Linked DNA regions of Mus musculus: region 1 is linked to region 2. The links are chromatin contacts, called in public promoter capture Hi-C maps. All regions are on one chromosome and are shown on one strand. The core of a region is the stretch at or near the end of the contact, and the rest is flanking DNA. Distances in the headings are between cores, read along the strand shown. Region 1 holds the start of Mcfd2 (multiple coagulation factor deficiency 2). Region 2 holds the start of Camkmt (calmodulin-lysine N-methyltransferase).

Evidence for each region. Promoter capture Hi-C pulls out the DNA fragments that hold promoters and counts their contacts.
Region 1: a contact with region 2 is called in a promoter capture Hi-C map of pre-B cells, with 6 times the contacts expected there. The contact joins the promoter of Mcfd2 here to the promoter of Camkmt in region 2.

What each region holds. Positions count from the first base shown.
Region 1 is chr17:87,260,845-87,267,291 of GRCm38.p6, reverse strand. Mcfd2 (multiple coagulation factor deficiency 2) reads left to right here and starts at 1,345. Exons shown (of 4, transcript NM_139295.3): 1 at 1,345-1,457.
Region 2 is chr17:85,087,921-85,094,159 of GRCm38.p6, reverse strand. It overlaps Camkmt (calmodulin-lysine N-methyltransferase), which reads right to left and starts at 3,534. Exons shown (of 11, transcript NM_028576.3): 1 at 3,297-3,534. The coding sequence starts at 3,434. It overlaps Prepl (prolyl endopeptidase-like), which reads left to right and starts at 3,893. Exons shown (of 15, transcript NM_001163622.1): 1 at 3,893-4,054; 2 at 5,285-5,820. The coding sequence starts at 5,608.

The DNA.
Region 1 (6,447 bases), core at 96-2,595, 2.2 Mb before region 2:
CCATTTCAATAGCATTGTAGGAAAGAACCAGAGGGCAAGCATCTATGCAGGTAAGAATGATCCAGTAGAAAGAGAAAGATGACAAAAGCTAGCATCCACAGAGAAGGTGGAGTATCTGGCTTGGTGGCAAGTGCTTATTAGAAAAAAGTCTGAGCAGGGCAGTGGTGGCACACACCTTTAATCCCAGCACTTGGGAGACAGAAGCAGATGGATCTGAGTCTGCGGGCAGCCCGGTCTACAGAGCAAGTTCCAGAACAGCCAGGGCTACACTGAGAGATCCTGTCTCGAAAAATCAAAACACCAAATCAGCAACAAAACAAAAAGTCTAGGAGGTGTGAGGTGAAGAATGCTCCAGGCTACCCTCGGTCCAGTCTCTACTTACTGAGCTTCATAAACTGCCTGCATTTGTAGCTCCCAGGACAAAGGATCGTAGGTACAATGCAGTCAACTACAGGGTACCCAGAATGAACTGGACCAAATTAATCTAACCTTCAGAATGAGATGGAATGAGATGCAATATCTTAGGGACTCTTGAAAGAGGCTTTCTCTCCCTATGGATAATGTTGAAATCTTAATCTTGGAAAGTGGGACAAAGAGACAAAAACGGTGCTGTTGGGCAATTTTCAAGGCTACAAGGAAGAGGGGGTGGGGGTGGGCTTTGATATAATCTCTCTCCATCTTTGATGTAGGTGCATCTAAAAAAAATACGATTATGTATCTTCAAAGATACAAAGGAGAGAAGGAATTTTAAAATGTACAGTCCTAAGCTCATATATCTATCTGTATCTATACACATTCACTGAAAGACAATTTTGTTAATATCAAAGGGCAGGATCCTTTTTTTTTTTTTTTTTTTTAAATATATTGTCTTCTCTCAAAGAAAACAACAAAACCAGACGATTTCAGGAACTTTACTAGCTGGATCTTGAGGCTGCGGCTCAGGGAATGGAGCAAAAAGAAAATGGAAGCAGGTCAGTCTTGGAAACGCAGGATCCCCGAGAAGTACCGGCTGCCTCACTGGGACAGGAGTTAGGGGTTTTACTCTCTCAGTTTGTAGTGGAAGCAAGGATATCCGTCAAAGTATAGAGAAGGTGAGGCTGGCCAGCTTCGGAGTCCGCCTCCTCCGGATCCTGCAGCCCACAACCCACGGTGAGCCACGTTCCGGAGCCTCAGGTTTGCCTAGCAACCAGCTCGCCTCTTGGCCTCCCCAGGGCCCTAGCAGTAGGGTGTCGCCCTCGGGAGGCGGGTCTGGCCGCGCCAGCCACAGGGGACACGTGGATCCACTGGATCGGGTCGCACAGGGGGCGGGGCCGGCAGCGTTGGTGGGCGGGCGGGAGGCTGTGCGCGTGCGCGGCTGGGCGAGGGGCGGGACCGGCGTGCGGAGAAAAGCGTCCCAGGGACGGCAGCTGGCAAGGTTCACGTTGGAGTGCTTCGCGACTGCGTCGGGGATTATCGGGGTGAGCGAACCCACGGGCCGGAGGCCTGACCCTCGGGGCAGAGGTCGGTCGGCCTGGGGCTCGAGAATGGGAGGCCCGGGTGGCGGGGTGGAGGATGCGGACCTTCAGGGCGCAGCGGGACCTGTGGCCCACGGAGGCAGCCTGTCTTCCGAGAGGGTTTCGGGGGCCAGACGTGTCTGCCCGGCTGAGCACCGCGCTGTTGTTTGCGCTCACCCCATTGCTGGGAGTCTCAGTACTAGGCTGTAGGGCCAGCTGTGTGGGCTGGACACGGACCCTGGCTGGCCTGGAAGCACGCGGGTCTCAGGCGTTACTCCATCTGCCTCTGGCTCCCCCACCTTCCTCGGGGCAGACCCACAGGTCCTGTTGTCTCGACAGGGTTGGCTAGTTTGAGCCTAGGAGGTTAGGTAGACAAGGGATGCTCGTTTGTCTCGTTTTCCCTTTCTGGGACATGGCACCTCCATCCACACATATGCCCAAACCAGAGGCCTGGGCGTCACTCTTACCTACACTCATCAAATACATTGAACCTATTCAAAACTCTCACTTTTCCAGACACCTTGCCTTAGCAATCAGCTCTCTTTTCTGCTCCTTTAATATTGATTGACCCTCCTCAACGTGTCCAGTACAGGGGAGGTAGAGACACGCTCAGCCACCCTGCCCCATTCCCAGGTCCTTCTGTGGATTCTCATTGCCCTTCCAAGCTCTTCTTTCCTTCCTGCAATGCCTGTTGTGACTCACTCACTGTCTTTGTACTTTACTCAAGACCTGCCCCTCCTCATCTGAATATTCTGGATTGGACTTAAGTCATGTTTAGGTGTTCACTGCCATATGGAGGGGCGTGCTTTGCTTTGGGTTGAAATATTTCTTCTCATGCTTTCTGTGGATGGGGGTGTGTGTGATACCCCTGGAGTGCCTCTTTAGTGACCTGTGTTTTGCTGTCGAGAGGCGTCTGACTGTTCTCACAGCCTTCACAGCTCTGCTCTCCCTATGTAACTAGGCTCTTAGTTAAATGTTAGTTATAAGGGTAGCATGGCATTCCTTTGGAATCCCCCAGTGAACAAATGGACCAGACTATTAAACACCAGCCTATTCAGGACAAGTTTTCAACCTCAGCCCATGTGGGGGCTTTCTGTAACCCAGAAACTTGCTGGTTACTTGGACTTCAAGAGCATGGAGATGACTACAACTAGGAAGCACTAGTCAGTTGGCCTTGGCTCCGTGTAACAGGATGTCTGGGGTGTTGTCAAATGTGATTGCTTTGAATGTAAATTCCCAACTAAGAGCCTCTGAAGGCTGCCAACAGCTGCTAGGAGGAAAGCCCACTCCCTGATAGGAATAATGGCCCAGTGGGAAGGAAGGGTGGGCAGGAGTGCTGCAAAGGGAGAGCTCAGCCTTAGGCCAGGGCCTCTGAGATAGAGACTTAAGTACTGTGTTTCTTCTCACCCCATTCTGACCACGTCCCACGCCAGCTCAGCGTTGTTCAGTTCACAAATGAGAGAACACAGATCCTGACCTTTGGAAAGAGGAGAAGGAAAGATAGGAAGGAAGAAACAGACAAGGAAGCAAGGGGTGTTAACCACAAGAGTCTTTACGTCTCATCTGAACCGGGCCTAGGAGGAATGACCAGACACAGTGGCAACAGAGGCGTCCGGAGCAGTGAGAGGAGCCCTGTTGGAGTCAAGGCTCTGAGGCAGGTCAGCATTGCCCTGTCAGACTCATGCTAAGGCCCTGATTGTTTTCTACAGCCCTCTCTGGTTTCCAGACGATCTGCTTGCCGCCGCCGATCATACCCCACTGATCATACCGACAGGGTTAGTGGTGGTGGTCTGCTGAGCTTAGCAATATCCTTTTCCTCTTTCGTTGCTGTGTGTGTCTCTCCCAGAGTTGCTCATTCTGTTGAAGATGACCTTCTCCAAAGGATGAGCAACAGCCTTTCAGTCAAGAATATATAAGTAGTCAACATAAGATAGTCAAGTTTCTAAGACTCCAGGCCCATCAAGAAGAGTCTCTGTACATGGGGGTCTTTAGAAAAGGGAAGTCAGTTGTCAGCCTCTCCCTTAGTTGGGTTTTTCTCTAGCTTGGCCTTTGCCGTTTCCTGAAGGTGAGTGAGCCAGGGAACCCTTGGGGCTTATCTTTCCAGGCCTTGTGCCCATGGCCTTGAACTAAGTAACTGGAGTGTGGATGATGCAATGTGTCCTTTTTGACTGGGAACAGTTGAATCTGGCAAGTGGCAGGCCCTGCCTCTTGTCGTCCCCGTGCTTTGTGGGATTCCTTCTGACTTCCTGGAGCTGGTATTTCTTGAGCTTTCATGTTGGGAACTTGCCGACGACGCAAGCTCAGAGGTTCTTGGCTTTTATACTGAAGAGAGGCTAACCTGAACTCAAAGTTCCTGTGCTTATTAACCACTTGGGTCAAGGTCTGCTATTACATCAGTTTAAAACATGCCACAGGTACACATCCCAGCTGGAGCCAACCATGTTCTTCGAGGAAAGGCGCCATGGTTTCAGTAGACAGCTCCAAGGTGCCCCCCTCCCCAATTACACTGACATCAGAATGTGGCTGCAGGCTGTAGACCTTGCCTCTCGATATAGAAGTAGAAAACAACTAAACAAGACACGTGACATCAGTGTGGCTGTCACACTCAAGCACACTGTCCCTTCCTCAGCATGCACATTTTTTTTTCCCTTTTCTTTTTAAATCTTAGCTGTGTATCTGTGGTTATCCCTCTAGTCCACCAAGGACCATGACCCACAGGACACACAAGTTGTGAACCAGTAGTCTAGACACCAGGCAGGTGCCCTGTACTGAGAATGTCTTCCTATTCCAGTCCAGAAGCCAAGAACCAAAAACACTGGAAGAACATAGAAGCCAGGCTCAGGGTGGCACATGCCTGCATCACAGCACTTGGAAGGTGAATATAGATGACTGTAGTTAAGCCAGCATGAGTTGTATAGTGACAGCCTGTTTTAAAACAGTAAAACAACAAAAGCCAAGGGGAGAAGACACTGAAGATAATTGAGTCCGAGGGTTAGGGAGGACTGGATCCCATTTCTGGTCCTTCCTACCCCCACACTCCTAAGATGTGGGCCCAGAATAAGTTATTCTGCTCTGGCCTGGGTTAAGTGACATCAGCATAGTAGGCACTACTAGGAATAACTTGAGAACATGTTCTCTGTTCCTGGTACAACCTTGGCAGGGTCTAGATGCTTGCTTCTTAAGTTGGAAGTGTGGTTTCTAACTCTTGAATTATCTGGAGGTAAATGTTAGCTAGAAACTGCCATTGAGTATTAGAATTATGGTAGGGATTACATACATATATGGAAAAAGTCATTTATAGTAGGTTTTTTGTTTGTTTTGTTTTTGGTTTGGTTGTTTTGTTTTTTTAGATAGGATTTCATTATGTAGCCCTGACTGGCCCAGTGGGTAAATTGCATGCAGCTTGAGGACTGGAGTTCCCATACCCAGCACCCACATAAATGTCAGGTATGTGTGCAGCTGCCAGTAATCCCAGTGCTCAGGTAGGAGAGACAGAGATGAGGGTTAGAGGCATACTTGTATATGTGTATAGATTTACTTTGCAGCAGTGAATTATGGGTAGACTTACTGCCTGCTTTTTTTTTTTTTTTTTTTCATTGAATCTATTAGAAACCTTATGCAGCGTGATAGATTGCATAATGTCATTGCACAGTAGTCAGGCTAGATACTGCGTTTGAGCACCTTGAAAATTACTCCTTTGTGATGGTTTGTATATGCTCAGGCCAGGGAGTGGCATCATTAGAAGGTGTGGCCCCGTTGGAGTGGGTGTGTCACGGTGGACTTGGGCTTTAATTCCCTAGCCCTAACTGCCTGGAAGTGAGTCTTCCATTAGCAGCCTTCAGATGAAGATGTAGAACTCTCAGCTCTGCCTGCATCATGCCTGCCTAGATGCTGCCCTGCATCTTGATGGACTGAACCTCTGAACCTGAAAGCCAGCCCAATTAATGTTGTCTTTTATAAGACTTGCTTTGGTCATGGTGTCTGTTCACAGCAGTAAAACCCTAAGACAAAATTGGTTCCAGGGACTGGGGTATTGCTGAGATAGGCCTGGCCGTGCTTTTGTTTAGAAGAATGTGGATTTTGGAACTTTGGATTTGGAAAGCAATAGAACGCTTTAAATGGGGTTTAATGGGCTATCCTAGTAGGAATATGGAAGGCTTCATTACTGAGAGTGATTTCAATTGTGCAGACCTGGCCCGAGAGGTTTCAGTGGAGAATTTCAGTATGTGGTGTAAAGACTGTTCTTGTGGTGTTTTGGTGAAGAAGTGACTTCTTTTTGCCCTTATGTGAAGAGTCTGCCTGAGGCTAAGGTGAAGAGACTCAGATTAATTGCATTGACAAAGGAAGTTTCAGAAACGCCCATCATAGACTTTGTTCTCTGGTTCAATCTCATAAAGAACATTTTAAACAAGCATAGCAAGCTGAGAAAGGAAAAATATAGAATATATGGTTCAAGTGTTAAAGGGGTGCCTGGAAGTGAAATGGAGCTGAGTCCTGTGTTCAAGGAGATAACAAATTAAGGCAGTGGGACTTTGGGGCAGGATCCTACCCAGCTGAGTTTAGACCCAGGCATGGTGGTACACACACACACCTTTAATACCAGGAGATAAAGCCAAGCAGATCTCTGAGTTCAAAGCCAGTCTGAGACAGAGCAAGTTCTAGGTGAAGAAAAGCTTAAATCCAGGCCTGGTGTTACACACCTTTAATCCCAGGAGACAGGCATGCAGATCTCTGAGTTGGAGGTCAATCTACAGAGCAAGATCCAGGACAGCCAAGCTTAGGCAGTGAAGGAGCTGGAAAAGAGGAAGCTGGTGCAAATGTAATAGAACACGGGAGCCATGTTCCAGTTCCCGCAAGCAGCAGAACTGCAGCTTCAGCCATGTGGCTCTGGCTCTAGAGTCAAGAGGAGGAGACTACTAGGACAATTGATGATTCTGGTTAGCTGGCGCTAAGC
Region 2 (6,239 bases), core at 2,285-4,784:
ATAATCCAGGGGCAGAAGAGATGGCCCAGAGGTTAAGAACGTAGGAAGAGGTTCAGTTTCCTGTAACGACCTGTAACACACTCTTCCAAGGGAGCTGATGCCTGCTTCTGACACCTGTATTCTTGAACACAGCCCTCCTCCTCTCAGGTACAAATAATTAAAAATTAAGTCTTAAAAAAAAAAAAAAAAAAAAAACCTAAGGGCTGGAGAGATGGCTTAGCAGTTAAGAGCACTGACTGTTCTTCCGAAGGTCCAGAGTTCAAATCCCAGCAACCACATGGTGGCTCACAACCATCTGTAATGAGATCTGGTGAGTCTGAAGACAGCTACAGTGTACTTACATATAATAAATAAATAAATCTTTTTTTAAAAAAAAATCTAAAAGCACTAGGAAACAATGAAGACTTGAATTATAAAAATTAGAGGTGAACATAGAAAGTCACTAGAGATTCCAGTGACATTTAAAGGGTTATCAGAGACTACTCCAAAAACTGAGACTAGAAGATGGAAAGACTTCATTTTAAGCAGAGGTGGGGAAGAAGCTGACCCTCAGGCCTTTTGCTTACAATGAAAAACTGATAACAGTCAAGGGCCTCAGCACTGACAGTCTAACACAGAGCATCCTGCCGTAAATAGCACTATGAGATATGAGATACTTCATTAACCAGATTCTTCAGCCAAGTATTCCGCCCCTAGGTAACTATTTCATCCTAGAGGCGTCTGTGAGTTTGTGTGTGCATGCCTCTTCTTTATGTAATTCTGCTGGGATTGTCAAGCAGGTTGATGACCCAGGTTAGCCAAATAGCTTCATTCTGTTGGGCACAGCAATTGGCCCAAATGTGGTCTACCAGAGTCATTTGAAAGAAATTATTTCTTAAGGAAACTAGATCCTTTCCTCAGGATCCCTAAGTGGATGAATGTGGAAAGACTGAAGTTGCAAGTAACCGTCACCGTTATCAGATGAGACTCAACCAAAAGGAAGACAAGATGCCTGTTCCTTCTTTAGCTAGTCCTCACACACACGGGCTTCTAGATCTCACCTAATTAGGGGAGGCGCTAGAATCAAAAGTCAACAATTTATCACATAATCTGGAAACAATAATGTACAAGTCATACAGGTTATCTCTCAAAAATATGAGTTCCAGAGAAAGCCTTAGTTAACAAAAAGAGCCATGAGGCACCACTGGAATCCTGAGGAGTACAGGAAGACAGAATTGGGGAGTTGCAAAAATAAACACCAATCATTCAAGTGTGACACAAGAGAAAGAACCTCTCGACCCCCCCCCCCCGTAATAGAGATCAAAACCTTGGCTTTGCACATGCAAAGTGTCATAGCACTGAGTAACACTGCCAACCAGAATCACAAAGTCCTAGCCTTGATCAGACTCTTCAAGCTTTCTGCTTCTGAACACAGATGAAACATGCATGAATCGTTTAGCCACTTTAAACACTTATGAAAAGCCCACACATGTTTAGCCTGTGGTAATCAACTGAATTATTACAGAAAAAAAAATCACTTTTTCCCTGACATGTTGTACTGGCTGGTTGTATGTGTCAGCTTCACACAAGCTGGAGTTATTACAGAGAAAGGAGCCTTCCTTAAGGAAATGCCTCCATGAGATCCAGCTGTAAGGCATTTTCTCAATTAGTGATGAAGCAGGGGAGGGCCCCTTGTGGGTGGTGCCATCCCTGGGCTGGTAGTCTTGGATTCTGTAAAAGAGCAAGCTTAGCAAGCCAGGGGAAGCAAGCCAGAAAGCAGTACCCCTCCATGGCCTCTGCATCAGCTCCTGCCTCCAAGTTCCTACCCTGTGTGAGTTCCTGTCCTGACTTCTTTTGGTAATGAACAGCAATTTGGAAGTGTAAGCTGAATAAACCCTTTCCTCCCCAACTTGCTTCTTGGTCATGATGTTTTGTGCAGGAATAGAAACCCTAAGACACACCTAAAAAAATTTAAAAATAAAGTCTTACCTCTTACACTGTGAATTTTGGCTTGGCCATGCATCTTCCTTTAGCTAACGGTTTATGAGACGGCTCATAGTGATTATCAACTTGACAAGAACTGGAGGAACCGAAAGTCTCCACCTGTCTAGGAAGGGTTATCTACACTAGGTTAACCTCTTGGTATGTGTGTAATGGATTTTCCTAACTACAGTCACTGAGAGGAGACACACTCAATGTGGTATCGCCACATCACACACTGAGTCTTGAACTAAATAAAAAGGAGAACTGGAACTAACTCATATTCATCCATCGCTCTGTTCTTCCTGACTGCTCACACAATGCTCCAGGATCCTGAGCCTTGATTTTTCCTACTAAAGTCTGTACCGTCAAACTGTGTGCCAATACATACCCTTCCTTTCTTAAATTGCATTGCCTAGCATTTTTATCACAGTAATAATAGAAGCTAAGTAACATAGCATATTAACAGACATCATGTAAGCAGGGATTTGAAATGTGCCTCTTGCTCTTATACACTCTACCATAACTGGGAGAACATGCCAGCCAACTCTGAGAACTATGGGTATATAGACCAGGTACACAACCGTAAACCACTCAGGTTTTATCAAGAGACTACCAGGTGGTTCACAGACATTGCATGACATACGACATGTGGTTGTTAAAAAGCAATAACTAAGTAAAATAACAGACTAAGGACTCATTGCCCCCCGGCCACTGTCTTAGTTACTTTCCTATTGCTGTGAGGAGTCACAATGACTAAGAAAACTTATAAACACAGCAGCCTTCACTGGAGCGGTTTGGAAGACTGAAGTATCTGGATTCGTTGCTAAACCTTGGGCAGCGAGTATCCCAATAATGACTCCAAACTTAGTTTCACGTGGCGGGAAAAGGAGCAAGCAGTAGGTTTCCCTCTCTCCCTTTACTCTCCCATATACAAAACCAGGAAACGCGTGCAGAATCCCCATCCCATTAGTGAACCTCACGGATCTCCAGAGATGTGGGACCAAAAAGTGCACCCAGGTGACCAGGCTGGGAGTTAAGAAGCAAAAAATAAAATAAGGATGGAAAGGGGGCGGGAAAGAAGAGCAGCACACGGAGAAGACAGGCGGTCCCACCCACCAGACAGGCGAGCACAAGGATTTTCTGAGTTTCTGAGAGCTCGCTCTGGCTGTCCCGCTCTCCAGCCCCGCCAGAGTCTCTCCCATTTTTGGTGGGACAGCGGGACAGCGGAGATGAAGGAGCAAGGGGGCGCTTCTCGCTTGGCTCCCGACAAACGGGCTGCCTGCTACCTGCGAGGGGAGTGGCCACAGGCAGGGCAGGCGAGCGCTCGCCCTTACCTGTCGCAGAAGCTGCCACCGGACGGCCCCCTTGGGCGCCGAGACCAGCGAGCCCTGGCTGGCACTGCCCATCGCGGGACGCTTGCCCGCCTCTGCCTCAGTCTCTGCAGCCCCAGCGGCCGCGACCTGCGACTCCATCTCCAGAGCTGACTGGACCCGGAGGTTGCGTCCGCCACGGCTCTCCCCAGTCAGGACCTGCCAACTTCTTCCCTGTCAGGACCTGTGACGCCCGGCCTCTGGCCCACAGCTCTTCCGTGCACCCTCCCCGAATTCCGCATTTCCGGTATTAGCGTCTCCTTGGCAACCAAAGCAGCGGCGTCGCTTCATTGCACCACTTTTTCTGGTGGCCATCTTAAGTGAGGGCGAGCCGGAGTGGGAGGGGACTGTGGAATAGCTGCAGACAGGGCTTTCCTCGCTGTTTTCTTTTTTTCCTCACTTTGTCTCTTGCTCGCCGGAATACCAGAAAACCGAAATACAGTTGTCTCCTAAGATGAGTGAGTTCAGGAAGAGAAAAAGCCCACCACTGGCCATAATAAAGATGGCGAAATGCGCTTCCCTATCGGTCTGGGTTGGTGTTACGTAGACCGGCGTGCTGCAAACTAGCTCTGGGCGGCGCGAGGTAGGTTGTCTTTCTTGCTGGGTGCTGGAGGCTGGCTTCGGCTGGACAAGGCTGAGGTGACTGCAGCTCCTTCTGGAGAGCTTCGGTTTCTCGTATTTGTCTTCTCTACCTTCGCTCGTCCAGCTGTCTTTCGATTTGCGTACGTATGGAAGGGTTGCTGATGGTTCCCCTTTCCTAATTCCTCTGCCCACCTTCCAGCCATTCCTCACTTCCCTGGTCCCTTTTTTGATCCCTGTCTCTTCTGTACGTTCTGACCCGTACCATTCCCTCACGTCCTGTGAATACGACGTGTTCGGGATGCACAGTTGCACCGGGAAACGAGGAGGTGCTCCGGGAGCACCCATTTGCTTACTTACCCCACCAGTCTCCCTATCCTCGCACAGGGTCTTCTCAATGCAGATGGTGGATGAATGGGTTGGAGCTATGGGGACAGACTAAGCGATTTAAAAGCATTTTTCTTCTAGGCTACTGCTCCACTGGCCCATTATTTTGCTGCGACATAAGAGATTAAGGGGGGGAGGGGGCGTCATAGCTGGTCGGATCTATGGCAAAACTGACGCAGTGTTTCTGTGCTACCAAGGAACGTGTTAGAGAAGATTTCTCTCATTTTACACTCAACAGTGTTTAGCATAGCTAAATTATCCCTATGCTAATAATATTAACGACCTTTTGTTGAATGGTTACTATGTGCCAGGTACTTGGACTAAGTTCTTAAAATAAATTGTTTGGTTTTGTTACAAAACTACAACCGCAGAGATTAAGTGCTATGGTTAATTTCTGTTCCACAAGTGAAAAAATTGAATCCAGATGCAGTTAGTGTACAAGGCCCAAGACCTAAACCTGGGTCTGTAGTTATGGAAGTTAAAATGATCTTTACCTTCCAGAAGAAACCAAAAATGACTCGACATTTTATTTGTGCATCTTACAGTTGTTTTTAATTCATTATCCTTTTATGGTGAAATCCAATTGCTCCTCTAGGAGGAGGAGCCAGTCAGTTGGGCGGTTCACTGAATCAGTGAGTTGGGGGAGTGTCTCCAGCTCCCCAGAGCCACAGTTGGGCCACCTGGACAATGACCAGCTCTAGCTCACTCATCGAGTGCACACGCAGCTTAAACTAGACAGCTAGGTGAAAACTATGTGGCGCCTCGCCTCACTCAACAACTAAGCATCCCCCTTTTATGTCATGGTTTAGGCTTTTTCTAATTTGTCTTTCACATCCCAATGATATGCCCAGAATTATGTAAGATAAAAGCCATCTTGCTTTTGAACCCCCTCTGAGTACCTGAGATTCCCATTAAGTTCATTTACTCATTTGCAAATTATTTTATTTTGTTTGTTTTCTGTTTTGTTTTGTTTTGTTTTGTTTTAGTTTGTCCATACGTTCTCCAGAGTCACTGCTGCTTAGCTTGTCCCTAGGAAAACTGACTTTACAGATGACGTGTTTATTAAGTCCCGCCTGCCAAGAAGTATGATCTGAATGAACTTAACGCATACAAGGTTTTAAACGTGTTTAACCTAAGTTATCAGATGTCTACAGTAATTGGTAACCTAAGGGGCTCATGACGCCACAGGGGAGGGATGAGATGTGGGGACCTCAAATGCACTAAGATCCCATGACTGTATAATTATACGTATGAAATCATCCACGTGCTGGCAGCCCCTAAGGGAGCAAAAACCAGGGACTTTGCCACCATGCTGCAGACGGCCAAATTCTCTCTCCGAGCTTTGAAGCATAGTATTCCTCATCTTGGGAACTGCATGCAGAAACAGAGTTACCGTAACGTCGCTGGTCCTTATTACAGTAGAGTAAGATTGAAAAAGTACCACCTAACCAAGTGTCTGCAGAATAAACCCAGGATAGCAGGATTAGCAAGAAACATCCCAAGTCGGAGCTTCTCGTGTAAGGTATGGACTGTTCGAGTTAATCTGTTTGTAGGCCATTAATACTAATTGTAGTTCATAAATAATGGGTAAGGTATCCATTACTCATTTTCTCAGTAATTCTAATTTGGTTTTAAGATTTTTTTTTTTTAGGCTCAAATACCTGTAGTCAATATGAGTACAAAAGAATGTATGTGAACCTATAAAGCTGTAATGTATATAAAAATGCAGATTCATTGAAAACTGATTTGATCTCAAAACGTAATGCACCTGAAAATGTGTTTTCTAAAATTACTAAAATGTCAAATTACGCCTCTTCATAAACCTGATGATATGCTCCTTCTTGTATGAATCCCAGATTGGTAAGCCTCGGGAAATGCCACACAGTTGTGTGTTTTCTCTCTATACAAAGGAGTGAAAAGCTAGCGTACATTTTGGATGAC